2 separate regions of the Mus musculus genome follow, and region 1 is linked to region 2. Evidence: chromatin contacts called from public Hi-C data. All regions are on one chromosome and are shown on one strand. Each heading gives the region's core, a stretch centred on a gene start, on an enhancer-like site or on the middle of the called end of the contact. The rest is flanking DNA. Distances are from core to core; before and after follow the strand shown.

The links. A called contact is a pair of places that touch in the nucleus more often than the background predicts.
Region 1: a contact with region 2 is called in a Hi-C map of muscle stem cells, with 1.8 times the contacts expected there. The contact joins two enhancer-like sites. A contact is called at or near these places in 1 of 15 datasets of contacts at CTCF or cohesin (large pre-B cells), 8 of 484 Hi-C or Micro-C datasets (the G1E-ER4 cell line, the HPC-7 cell line, bone marrow-derived macrophages and 5 more), 2 of 115 datasets of contacts at active chromatin or transcription factors (embryonic midbrain and embryonic stem cells) and 1 of 9 other capture datasets (embryonic stem cells).

The regions. Positions count from the first base shown.
Region 1 is chr2:174,668,610-174,674,605 of GRCm38.p6, reverse strand. All of the region lies in intron 3 of Zfp831 (zinc finger protein 831), which reads right to left. Among named protein-coding and RNA genes, the nearest start is that of Zfp831, 28 kb to the right of the region's middle. Within about 2 kb of position 1,620, at least 68 of the 459 cell types and tissues checked have an H3K27ac peak or open chromatin away from gene starts, as enhancers often do. A contact at or near this core is called in muscle stem cells, where this site is marked.
Region 2 is chr2:174,396,454-174,402,471 of GRCm38.p6, reverse strand. No RefSeq gene overlaps it. Among named protein-coding and RNA genes, the nearest start is that of Nelfcd, 16 kb to the left of the region's middle. Within about 2 kb of position 4,486, at least 4 of the 459 cell types and tissues checked have an H3K27ac peak or open chromatin away from gene starts, as enhancers often do. A contact at or near this core is called in muscle stem cells, where this site is marked.

The DNA of each region.
Region 1 (5,996 bases), core at 371-2,870, 280 kb before region 2:
TCTCTCACCCTGCTCTCTGCAATGCTCAGCTTCTCTGGGTCTCAGCCTCCTACGAGGCCCCTGCCTATACTCCTGTCCTTATTCCTCTGGGGGTCATCATTCTTCCTTCAGTACATCTGGGTGGCATTTACGTGAAAGCAGCAAAAAGGAACAAACAAGCAAGGGTCGCCTGCGTGCTCAGACTGTAAGCTTCGCCTGCTCTGCAGGGGTCCAGCCGAGGCTGGCAGTACAAACCCTGCTGGCGATTAGCCTGCTCCTGGTTTAGCCATTTGAACTTCAAAAAATATAAACTAAGACCCAGCAAGGTGTCCGGGTTCGGAGCAGACCCGGGGTGCAGTGGAGGGGGTCCAATCACCCGCCGGGGATCAGGTCCTGCCAGGTCCTGGGCAGCCTGCAGCTCCTGCTGCAGTCGGCGCTGGCTATTCCTCGCAGGCAGCTGTAGGGGGCGCCGTTGAAGCTTGGTAGACGATTTTCCAGCAAATACAGAGTCATGCTTCGCTTTTTTTTTTTTCCCCCGGATAATAAATCCACAGAGCTTGTTTTTAACCCCCACCAGAGGTTAAAGTAGTTTCATAAAAAGTTTTTGGTAAATTCATGGGTAACTTTTTGAGGTTATGTGAGGTTGTTGTCAAAAAAATAAAAAGAAAGGGAAAGAGAAAAACAGCTTTTAGCTGTTGTTCCCTCTCTGCTCATGTAAGACCAGAGTCACAGGAGGGCGGATGGGAGGGGGATTGGAGCTTGGTGTTTTTCCAGAACAGTCCATGCACAGCCGCAGCTCCCTAGTCCCCCCGGAAGCCTAGCGATGGGGCTGGGGGTCGTGGGTGGCTGCGTAGGGTCTGCTCTGCACCCCAGCCTGCAGCCACCTGCCAGACAGCTGCCCCCGAGTTCCTGCCGGCGCCGGGGATGCAGTGCTGCAGTCTTCTCGATTTTTCTACAGCTCCCAGCCCGCAGACCCCTGCCCAAAGCGAGTCAGGGTGTAGAGAGAGCTGGTCGGGGGTCTTTGCATGCATTTCCCGAGTGGCAGTCAGAGTAGGGGTTAAACGGATTAAGAAGTTTATCCAATTGATAGGGAAGGAGACTGGAGGAGGCAGAGGGAAACAGCGCAGTTAAGGGAGGGGGCGTCGCACATTAACTATGATTCAGAGACTCAAATGCACCGAGTTCGTTTTTCATCTGCCTTTAGCTAGAAGAGAAAAATAAGGAAATTATAGAAAATTGAGACGCTAACATCCCTAAGAGCACTGTGCGCCCGGGGGTGCTTTAATGAACACTTAATAATTTCAAATGTTCGTGCTCAGAGGTGGCTTTGTCCGTCTCCAGCATGTCAGGTGCCTCGTAGCCATCAAAAGCTAATGCCTTTGGGCTGGGACAAAAAAAACAAAAAACAAAACAAAACTGAAAGTTAAAAACAAACAAACAAACAACATTTTAAGAGTTTTAGCAGAGAGGGGGCTATCTAGGAACCTATCTTTTCATCCACTATGAACTTGGGCACGACTCCCTGCCAGTGAGGATGGGGAGGTGGGTAACCTTGGCAGCCACCTCTGACCCCAAAGGCCATATCGAAACTCAGGTGAGGAAAAACATTTGGCGGAAACCCTCAAATGCGGAAGCAGGAAGCTGCTTGTTGTTGGAGCTGATTCTCTGAGCTCCCTGCCAGCATCCAAGGTTGAGGTGAAGGCCAACAGGAGAGGGGAACCTTGTCTGGAGGTTGGGGACCTTAAGCAGAGCACCAGTGACTTTTTGAGCTCCCTCTGGAACATCCATCAGAGATGTACATGAAGCATAAATACCCTAGCCTTCTCTGTGTCGCACTAGGGACCCAGTCCCTGGCAGCGGAATGAGACTCCACAACTTCTGGCTCACTCCTGTGGCCTAAAGACATCTTCTCTAGATGTGGGGTGAAAACGGTAGCGCCCCCTACTGTTTGCTACCCTGGTCACACGCTACAGAGTACTGTCATTTTGTAACAGCTCTCTGCCAAGACCTCGCTCCCTGTTGGACCTAGAGGATCCTGTGATGTGGGCCTCTCAGCAACGCCCCCCTCCCCTTGGAATGAGTCAGGACTTTCTAGACAGAAGCCAGATTAGACACTAGCCATACTCCATTTTACAGATGAAGGCCTGGGGCAAAAAGAGACAGATGTCCCTCGACTTAAAAACAAATGAATTCTAAGTCCACAAATGAAATTACTGGTTTCTATAACACCCCCGCTTCACAGGAAGCTGGGAGACCGAGGACAGCGGCTTCAGCGTCTCAGGTGCGCTGAGTCCAAGGCAAAGCAGAGCGTGAGAGCAGATGCTATGGCAAAAACAACTTCCATCAAAACAACCTTGCTCTCAGCTCCCAGCCAGATGTGGACACCTAACCCCTCTTGATGCAAAGGGATTAGGAAAAGGTTAGGCAGGTGGCAAAGGGCCATTAGCATCAGAATCAAACCTTTCCCATGACATCATTAGGGGGCTTAAAGGACTGAACAGCAAAGCCCCTTCTCCTTGGGATTCTGTCACCTAAGGTTGGTGGCGGATCACCTGTCTCCTCCAGAAGACTCGCTGTTTCGGACATTTTGTGTCTCAGATTTCTGCTAACACCTTAGTTAGAATTAATCCTAAAGGTTCTAACCAAAAGGGTCAATTGGGAATTGAGGGGTGTGGTGGTGGGGTGGATGAGAGGGAGGGGCCAATGGGGTGAGAGCGATGTTGAGGGCTCACAGCTCACCCTACCCTATTTTCTACTCTCATTTGGTTGCCCGGCCTAGCATTTCACAAGAGAAATTTCTAGAACAAAATTCAGGCTTCATTTGTAGTTCCCCTGGGAAGGGTGGTTTGCGGAAAGGCTTTCTTTCAGAAAGAGACGCATCCTCAAGATCTGGCCCCCTCCCGTCTCCATGAATACCTGCTTGTTCTTTTCAAGTAGCCCCATCTCCACTGACCTGGTCATTAGCACCGGTGGCACTTTTGCCTTTTCGATTTCTGGGGGTCGGGGTGGGGGAGTTCAAACTTCTGAACTGGTTATGGTATGGGACTCGGTAGGTAGAGCACCTGCCTGGCACGCACAAAGCCCTGGGTTCAATCCCAAGCACAGCACAAACACAGCATGATGGTTCATTCTGCATGTGGAAACAGGAAGATCAGAGGTTCAAAGTCGTCCTGGCATATGTAGGAAGTTCAAGGCCTGTCTGGGTTACATGAGACCCTTACTTGGAGACAAACGGGAGGAGACACAGAGACAGAGAAGAGAGCCAGCATGCAAGTTACTCCAGTAAACAAGACTCTTTTAGTGGTTGCTAAGGAAACACTTAGGATTTAGATAAACAAGTAAATAGTTAAGTGCTATGCATCTTCACTGACTGTTGTAGCATGTATAGTTTTTTTTTTTTTTTTAATCTTTTATGATTCAAGGAGGGAAGCAAGGCGGCTGGAGATACCCAGCAGCTATCCCCCACCGCCCTCCCTCCCACCCTCCCTCTGCAGTGGGGGGCTGAATGGAGAGGCCATGGGGACAGGTGCGGGTGTGCTGCAGACCTCCTGTTCCTGTTTGTGTGCCTCAGCTCTCCTTGTCCCCCCCCCCCAGCCGGTCTTGTCAGGACCCCTCATTCAGAAACTGAGTCATATCAGAGAGCTCATCGTTCTGCATGCGTAATGACCTGTTTACCCGTCTCTGTGGGCTCCCCTTGCCAGACCCAACTCTCCCAAAGGACAGGGCCATAGCGTCTTCTCATTTGCCTGTCCTCTGCTCCCACACACTGCCTGGCACACAGCAGGGCCCGGTAATTGCACGAAAACCTCAGGACTCATCTCCTTTGCAAAAGTGTCATGGTCCTCTAGTCCCCGAGCACCTTGAGGAGAGCCCACGACGTCTTCTGCCTCCCCATTCCCTGCTCCCGTTCCTTCTCCCTTCTCATGGGGCATCAAGACACGCACCTGCTCATAAGATCATGATTTATTGCTTTAACCTAGGGGTGAGACACCATCTCCGAGTTTGTACGGACAGGTAGAAGCATCCTTTGTCACTTGCCTGACCCCCTCCTGTTTAGGCAGCCATCTCCCCTTTACTCTCAAGAGCTCCACGAGGCCTGGCCAGCCATACAATATCTCTGTAGCTGGATTAAAGACAGGCAGTGATCTAGACTAGGCCTGAGAGATTTAGTTTAGGGAATTGGGCTGGGGCAACTATTGGGTCACAGAAGCATGGAAGGATGGAGAGGTTCCTTGTTGCCTAGAGACAATGTAACTGAGTCCAGTAGCCATCAGTAGAAGCCATTTTTTTTCCTATATGAGATGATACCTCTTTCCCTCCTTCCTTTTCTTGCCACCCCTTCTTATTTTTTCTCAAGCAAGTATGCATGGGTGTATGTATGTGCATGTGGAAGCATGTGTGCATGCACACGTCTGGGTGCACGTGTGTGTGTGCGTGCGCGTGCACACACACACACACAAATATAGACTTTTCTCACAACAGAATCTTCCTAATATAGGTATACAATATACAGTGTTCATAATAAGACAGTGTGGTGTCAGTTGGGGACAATAAAAGCTTTAAGGGACTTCAGAGATGACCCAGTTCATAAGGGGTTCACCCTCAAGCATGAAGCCAATAAAAACAAAAACAAAAAACAAACAACCCCCCTCCAATGTTAAAGACAGAGAATGTAAGGGAACTTTCTAGTTAGTCAGCCTAGTGACCCTGTGTCCAAAAAAAAAAAAAAAAAAATACAGTGGAGAAGGCTGGAGAGACTGCTCAGTGGTTAGGGACACATACTGCTCTTATAGAGGACTGGAGTTCAGTTCCCAAATCAGGCAGCTTTCAACACCTGTAACTCCAGCTCCGGGGGATCTGAGAGCCCTCTGACCTCCTCTTCCTCCTCCTCCTTCTCCTCCTCCTCCTCCTCCTCCTCTCCCTCCTCCTCCTTCTACTCCTACACACACACACACACACACACACACTAAAATTTAAAAAGGAAGGAAGGAAGGGAGAAGACAGGGAGAGAGAGAGAGAGAGAGAGAGAGAGAGAGAGAGAGAGAGAGAGAGAGAGAGAGAGAAAGGGGTTCAGTTGGCCATGGTGTTATACAAGTTTATCCAGCACTGAGAGGGCAGAGCCAAGTAGATGCATCTCTGTGAATTCAAGGCTAGCCTGGTCTACATGGTGAGTTACAGGACAGCCAGAGCTATGCAGTGAGGCCCTCTCTCTGAAAAACAAAACAAGACAAACAAACAAAGTGGAATGTGTGTGCACCTGCACATGCTGGTACACACACACACACACACACACACACACACACACACACACACATGCACTTTTAAGAAATCTACTTTCTATGGCCACTCTTCTCATTTTATCCCAGAAGTCCCTGTTGTGGCCCTACATGCCACCCTGATCCAGAAAGGACTGAGACTGCCATGCCTAAGCTCCTGTTTATGATGAGAAATGAAGGTAGCCCCATCCCAATCTTCACTCAGAGGCTCCCATGTTGCTGTTGGCTCTCTTAGGTTCCCAGGGGTGGGCAGAGCTTCTCTGAGCTTGCTGCCAGGAGGGAGCTGACTAACACTCAGGGCTCAGCAGCCTGCAAATCAATTAATCTCTTTTGCAAATTGCTAACCGGGTTTAATGAATTGGCCAGGCACAGAGGAAGTCCTACGTGGCTCTGTGTCCTTAGCAGTGACAAGACTGTCCCTGAGCAAGGCTGAGACATCATGCCTCTGCCGGAGAACAAATCAATTAATATTTGGAAGGAACATCAAATTGTACCCAGTAGACTTCAGGTTTGCTCAAGAGAAACTTCTCTGAGGTCTAAACAGAAAAGGATTCTTAGCAGCACTCTCAGGTTCCTACCAACTCTGAGGCATGGGGGACAGATGGAGGGGCCTGGAGTTTATGGGTTCAAAGGCAGTGTGCACCACACCTGGGGGCAGGGGGGGAAGCAGAGGACCCAGTTGGATGAGACAAAGGAGGGGGACAAGGGATCTCCTAATATGTTACTGGCAGAGACTAATTA
Region 2 (6,018 bases), core at 3,237-5,736:
CTTCAGGTGAGGAGATGCCTCCATGAGATTCAGCTGTAAGGCATTTTCACAATTAGTGACCAAGTGGAGGGCCTCTTGTGGGTGGGACCATCTCTGGGCTGGTAGTCTTGGGTTTTATAAGAGAGCAAGCTGAGCAAGCCAGGGGAAGCAAGCCAGTAAGTAACATCCCTCCATGGCCTCTGCATCAGCTCCTGCTTCCTGACCTGCTTGAGTTCCAGTCCTGACTTCCTTTGATGATCAACAGCAATGTGGAAAGTGTAAGCTGAATAAACCCTTTCCTCCCTAACTTGCTTCTTGGTCGTGATGTTTGTGCAGGAATAGAAACCCTGACTAAGACAGGCACACAGGTGAAAGGATGTCTTGCTAAAGCAGACACATGAAAGGCTTTTCCTGACACAGGTGAAAGGATGTTTGGATATAGCAGACATGTGAAAGGACTCTTGATGAAGGAGTAGAAATATGATCCCACAGATAGTGGGAAACGAGCCCGGAGCCTTGGTTTGGTTTGCTCTACCTTGTTGTTCTTCACTAAAAACACGCATGCATTGGTTTGCCATTGTTGAGCTCAACTTGTGATAACGCCAACATTGAGAGAAACTCACCCAAAAACTGTTCTTGAGGTTTCTGGTTCATGCCTGATGTCTGCTGGCTAAAAGGTCTGGACTGTAGCTGCTGATCCGTGCCCGGTGACTGCCTGCCACGAGGACTGGTCTGCGGCTGCTGGGTCGTATTTGGTGTTTGCTATGGGACTGAACTGCTGCCAAAGAAGATCAAGCTTGCCTCCAAAGAACTACTACTGAACAGGTCCGCTTCCTCCCATACCCTAATAACTTTTCTCTTCCACTGCCTCTGCTGGGGGGTGGGCTACAGGAGAGACTGGCCCTTATTAAAAGTAGGTCGCAAAAAGTCTATGCCTACAGCACCCTGTAGCTACACACAACTTATACATTCATTTTAATTATTTGGAAATGTTCGTAATTCCCATGAGACTTTTCTTCAACTTGTGGGTTAGAGACAAATATGTGACTTTCCAGATAGATACTTACACTTTACAAAACCGATCATTGCAAATACTCTGACGTCTCTTTTTTAACTTCCGTCTGCTGTGTAGTATATTCAACTGTACTGCTTTCAAATGTGTTGGTGTTTGCTCCATTTCCACGAATTTGAAAAATGAGTGCAGATTTTGTTGTTTTTGCTTTGTTTGTGAGATGAGGCCTTGTAAATTCCAAGCTAATTCAATCTCACTGTTTAGCTTAGGATGACCTTGGCCTCCTGGTTACCTGATTTCCTCTTGGTGTCCTAGGATGACAGGTGTGCGACCCCCCACTCCTGACTAGTACATCCTTGTTATACAGAGTATTTGATCAAACAAACAAACAAACAAAAAAACAAACAAGCAAACAAAACCCACCTTTGCCTATGTCCTTCCATTTGAAACATTCCTGTTGATGGAACTCGCTACTCAGTCCCACCTCTGGTGAGAACAAGATGTGCTCCAGCCAAAACCACGAGATGCTCCGGGCTGGTTGGCCTGGACTTCCGGGTCTGCCCACAGATATGGCCTTATAATCCCGACATATTTGACGTTAAAAACTCCCCACAGGTAATCCCCATGCTCCGATCTCCCTTTCCCAAGTGTAAAGTTTCATCCAGCTGTAATCCCACCCCAAGCTGAGTGCAACTCCTACTACCCCGCTCATGTTAGAATTCTGTGCCTCCTGAATCTGCAGCCAAACTTGGGAACAGAACAGAAGCACATCTTTGAGCATCCTTTTTCTGTTGAGAATGTCAATCAAAGAAGCACGCCAGAGCTGTGAACAGGCCCCAGCCAGAAAACACTTGCCACTCAAGCTGGAGCACTTCCCCAGCTTATGAGAAGGCCGGCCTGATGGCACATACTTGGAATCTCAGCTCTGGGGAACAGGAGACAGGGGGGGCTCTAGGGCTCCCTGGCTAGGCAGCCCCGCCTCCTGCATGAGTTCAAGACCAGTGAGAAACCTTGAAAAGGCAAAATGGGTAGCTCCAGAGGAGTGAGACTTGAGATTGACTTCTGGTCTTCACACAAATGCACACACACACACACACACACACACACACACACACACTCAGATACACACACTTACCAGTTTCCAGGCGTGCTGCTAATTCTCTCCAGGAAGTAGAATACAGAAGTCTGGATGGAATCCATGATAGGAGAAACTTCTACACTCAGCTTATGCTGAACTCCAGTCACCCTGTGTAATGACTGAAGGGTGGGTAGAGTCGGGGATTAAGGGCTGAGCCATGAGTGTCCTGGGGTGTTGCAGGCTGAGCAGTGAGCAGTGCTGTGTTGTGGGTTGAGCAGTGAGCAGTGCTGTGTTGTGTGTAGACCTGCAGAATCAGTAGGATGTCCTGACAACCACCAAGCATAATCATTCCAACTCATTGATGTTCACAATCCATATTTTCCTCAGAGATGCCATATTTATTTTGTATGCTATTTATGAGGTGGAGGGATCAGGGGAATTCCAGGCTCTTCTTAGCAGTGACTACAGTAGGCCTACCTACTCCATACCTTAGCCGAGCAGTGAACTCTCTCAATGGCAGAATATGGTGACGCCAGGACTCCTCAGATTCTGACAGCTGTAGTAACTTGGGCCTAGGACTCAGTAGACCTAAGGCCAGAGCATGCCCATTTCCCTGAGCATGTTTCTCTTTGGAGAAATCCGAGGAAGAAGAACCAGGGCCTGGGCTGGGCAGAGGGCTCAGTGGTTAAGATGCTCAACATGCAAGCATGAGCACCTGAGCTCAGATGTTCAGAACCTGTGCAGTCTAGCAGGCCTACAGGGAGATGAGAGGCAGCTATAGGAGAATATAGGCTAACAGCAATGAGCAAGAGAAACATCGCTTCAAACAAGGTGGGAGATAAAGTCCAACATTCAAGTTTGTCCTCTGACCTACACACACACACACACACACACATATGCACACGCACACAGACAAACATGAATGCATACACACATAGATACCCATACATGCTCCTGAGCACGCAGACACACATAGAGACATGCACACACACATGCACATGCACACACACACATGCACACACATGTACACAGACAGACATGCATGCACATGCACACACACATACACACACATGCACACAGACAGACATGCATGCACGCACACACACATACACACTCCTGAGCATGCAGACACACAGATACAGACATGCACATGCACACGCACACACACAGACATGAGTGCATACACACACATAGATATACATGTTCCTGAGCACGGAGACACACATAGAGACACGCACACACACTGCTGTTTCCCTTTATCTTCACGTGGATGTCAAGACTCCCTGACACCCACTGACACTGAAGAGACACTGAAGGAACCCATCACAAGGGATTAAACAATAGGTCCTGGCTTCCTTGGGTTTTGATTTCCTCAATCCAAGCCTCATTTCCGTTGATCTGGACTTTATTTTATGGTCAGAGACTAGATGGGCCACCCATGGTTTTAATTCCTGGGAACTCTCTAATTAATTAACCATGGTGAAAGCTCTCTGGGCATTGTACCACTTTGTGAAACCAAATAAGCTTGCCTGCCTTGCTGCCAATCATGATAAGTAAGTCTACTTTGCTTCTGGCACATGATGAGGGCCTCCTTGGCCAAGTTACCCACTGTGTTCATCTCCATTGAGGTCAGGGATGTGGTCTCCGGCGTCCCTGTCAGAGCCCACTCCATAACACACCATCTTCCTGCCAACCTAGTCCTCAAGGCAAAAGGACAGACAACCCCAGGCTGTCTTGGAGACATAGCAAGGTGGGGTAGTGGAATGAGTGAGAGCCACAGGGCAGCTCCTGTTGGCTGTTCTTGTGTCCTAACATCTTTGGATTCTTTTCTTGATCTTATGCCAAAGCATGTCTCTAGCCCTCAGCTGTTCCATCTTGTCAAGGACTTTCTTCTTCAACCATGGCTCTGAAGAATGAACCGTGCTAGTGGCCGGAAAAAGTGTGGAACTCAAGGTCACCATGTGAGTGGATTAAGCTGGATTCAGAAAGACAAACGCTGTAGGCTTTCTCTTAAATGTGAAATCTAGAAGGTGGGTCCACCATAGTCCACACAGACTCACTTGGAGAGTAAGTCTGGGAGGGTTCAGTTTTCAGTTGTCTGACGTCTACTTGCCTTCCACTGGAGAGGGTTTTCTATTAAATGTTTTCTTTACTATACATACACACATATAATGTGCGTGGATCCAGTCTCCTTTCCCACTCTCACCTTCAATTCTTCCCCTGCGCCAGCTCTCGCCTCCAGGCTTCACATACCCCATACACTGAATTTCTCACTGAGTCCCTGTGGTGCTGTGTATGCATGGTATGGAGCACCTCCTGGAGCACAGGGAGCATCTCAGGCCCACATTCCTGACGAAAGCTGACTGTCCCAGCAACGATAAATTGCCAGTGGCTCATCTGATAGGGATGGGACTTTATAATGCCCCAGCCCATGCTGGTATTTTGGCTGATTTGCTTTTATACTCATAGGAATCACCACTGGGACTATTGCAGTTACCAGGAGCCAACGGCATTTAAAAAAGATGAGCAGGTATCCTTCATGCTACATCAAGAAAAGACCAAAGTAGTCTTTCTTGTGCTTGTAGAGTGTAACCAGTATGGCTTGTATTACTATGGGATTGCATGGAGATATGTGGTGCTTCTTCTGCAATGACGTCATAGCTAAACAAGTGGAGACTGGAGACATTAGCACTGCAGATCACATCGCTGTGAGATTTCATCACAAAAAAATCAAAACGAGGGCTGGGAACACAGTGCGATGAGTAAAGCGCTAATAGCTCAAGTATGTGGACTTGGGTTCAAGTCCCCAGAACTCAGTAAGACCTGGGTGTGGCAGCACATGCTTGTAACACTAGCACTGGGGTAGAGCAAAGACAGGCAGATCAGGGGCCGAGAGGTGCGGGGGGTGGGGGGGAGTCATAGGTCAGCCAGACTCAGAAACAGCAAGCACCAGATTCAGTGTGCACACACATGCACACCACACACATGCACACCACATATGCACACACACATGCACACCACACATACACACCACACATGCACACACACACACACACATGCACACACAAACATGCACACACACACATGCACACACTCACATCAGGCATACACACATGTACACCCCACACATATGCATACCATGCACAGTATATATGCCTATGCATACCACACACACAGACACACACACACGCACATCACATCACATCACATCACATCACATCACATCACATGGTAATGCACACCATAAAGAAACACACAAAAATGACAAAGCCCCCCTATGAGAATGAGTTTGCAAGCATCTATTTGCCAGCCAATTAGGAAGGCTGTTGATATATTTGAGTTCATGGAAAAATTGAAACAGCCAAATAAATGTATCCAGGGTTGGGGGGGGGGGGAGACGGACTTGTTTGAAAATATTGGCACACATGGAGAATGGTGACTCGTCCTTTAAAAACGAGGCCTACTTTGATGTTCAGCTGTTCTCTGGGAGCTCCGTGCTGACTGTGGAGTACAGGCTGAAGAATTTGCCTCCATGAATAGTTTGCATGGAACAACAACAGGTGAGGGTATTTTTAAAGAAGCTGAAGAGGGGCCGGGGTTGGGGCTCCATTGGTGAAAGACTTGCCTGACATGTGGGAGCCAGGCGCCATTTCCCGGTACTGCACATAGACGTGAAGACCTGGTCTGCTGCTGTTGGAAAAGCTAAGGGCTGAGAACTGCTCGCATCAATCGTTTCTTACAAACCTGAACAGCTCAGTAAAGACTCTGGTTCAAAATGAAGAGGAAGACAAGAGGGGGGCTGAGAGGAAGATTAATCACTTGGAAGTGGACACTCCTAGGATGAGTGACAGCTGAACAGGCTTAGCTGAGAAGCACATGCCGTCTTCAGAAATGCAAGGACCTTAAGCCTAAGGAAACTTGTATCATTTACCAGTAGTTATTTTCGGGA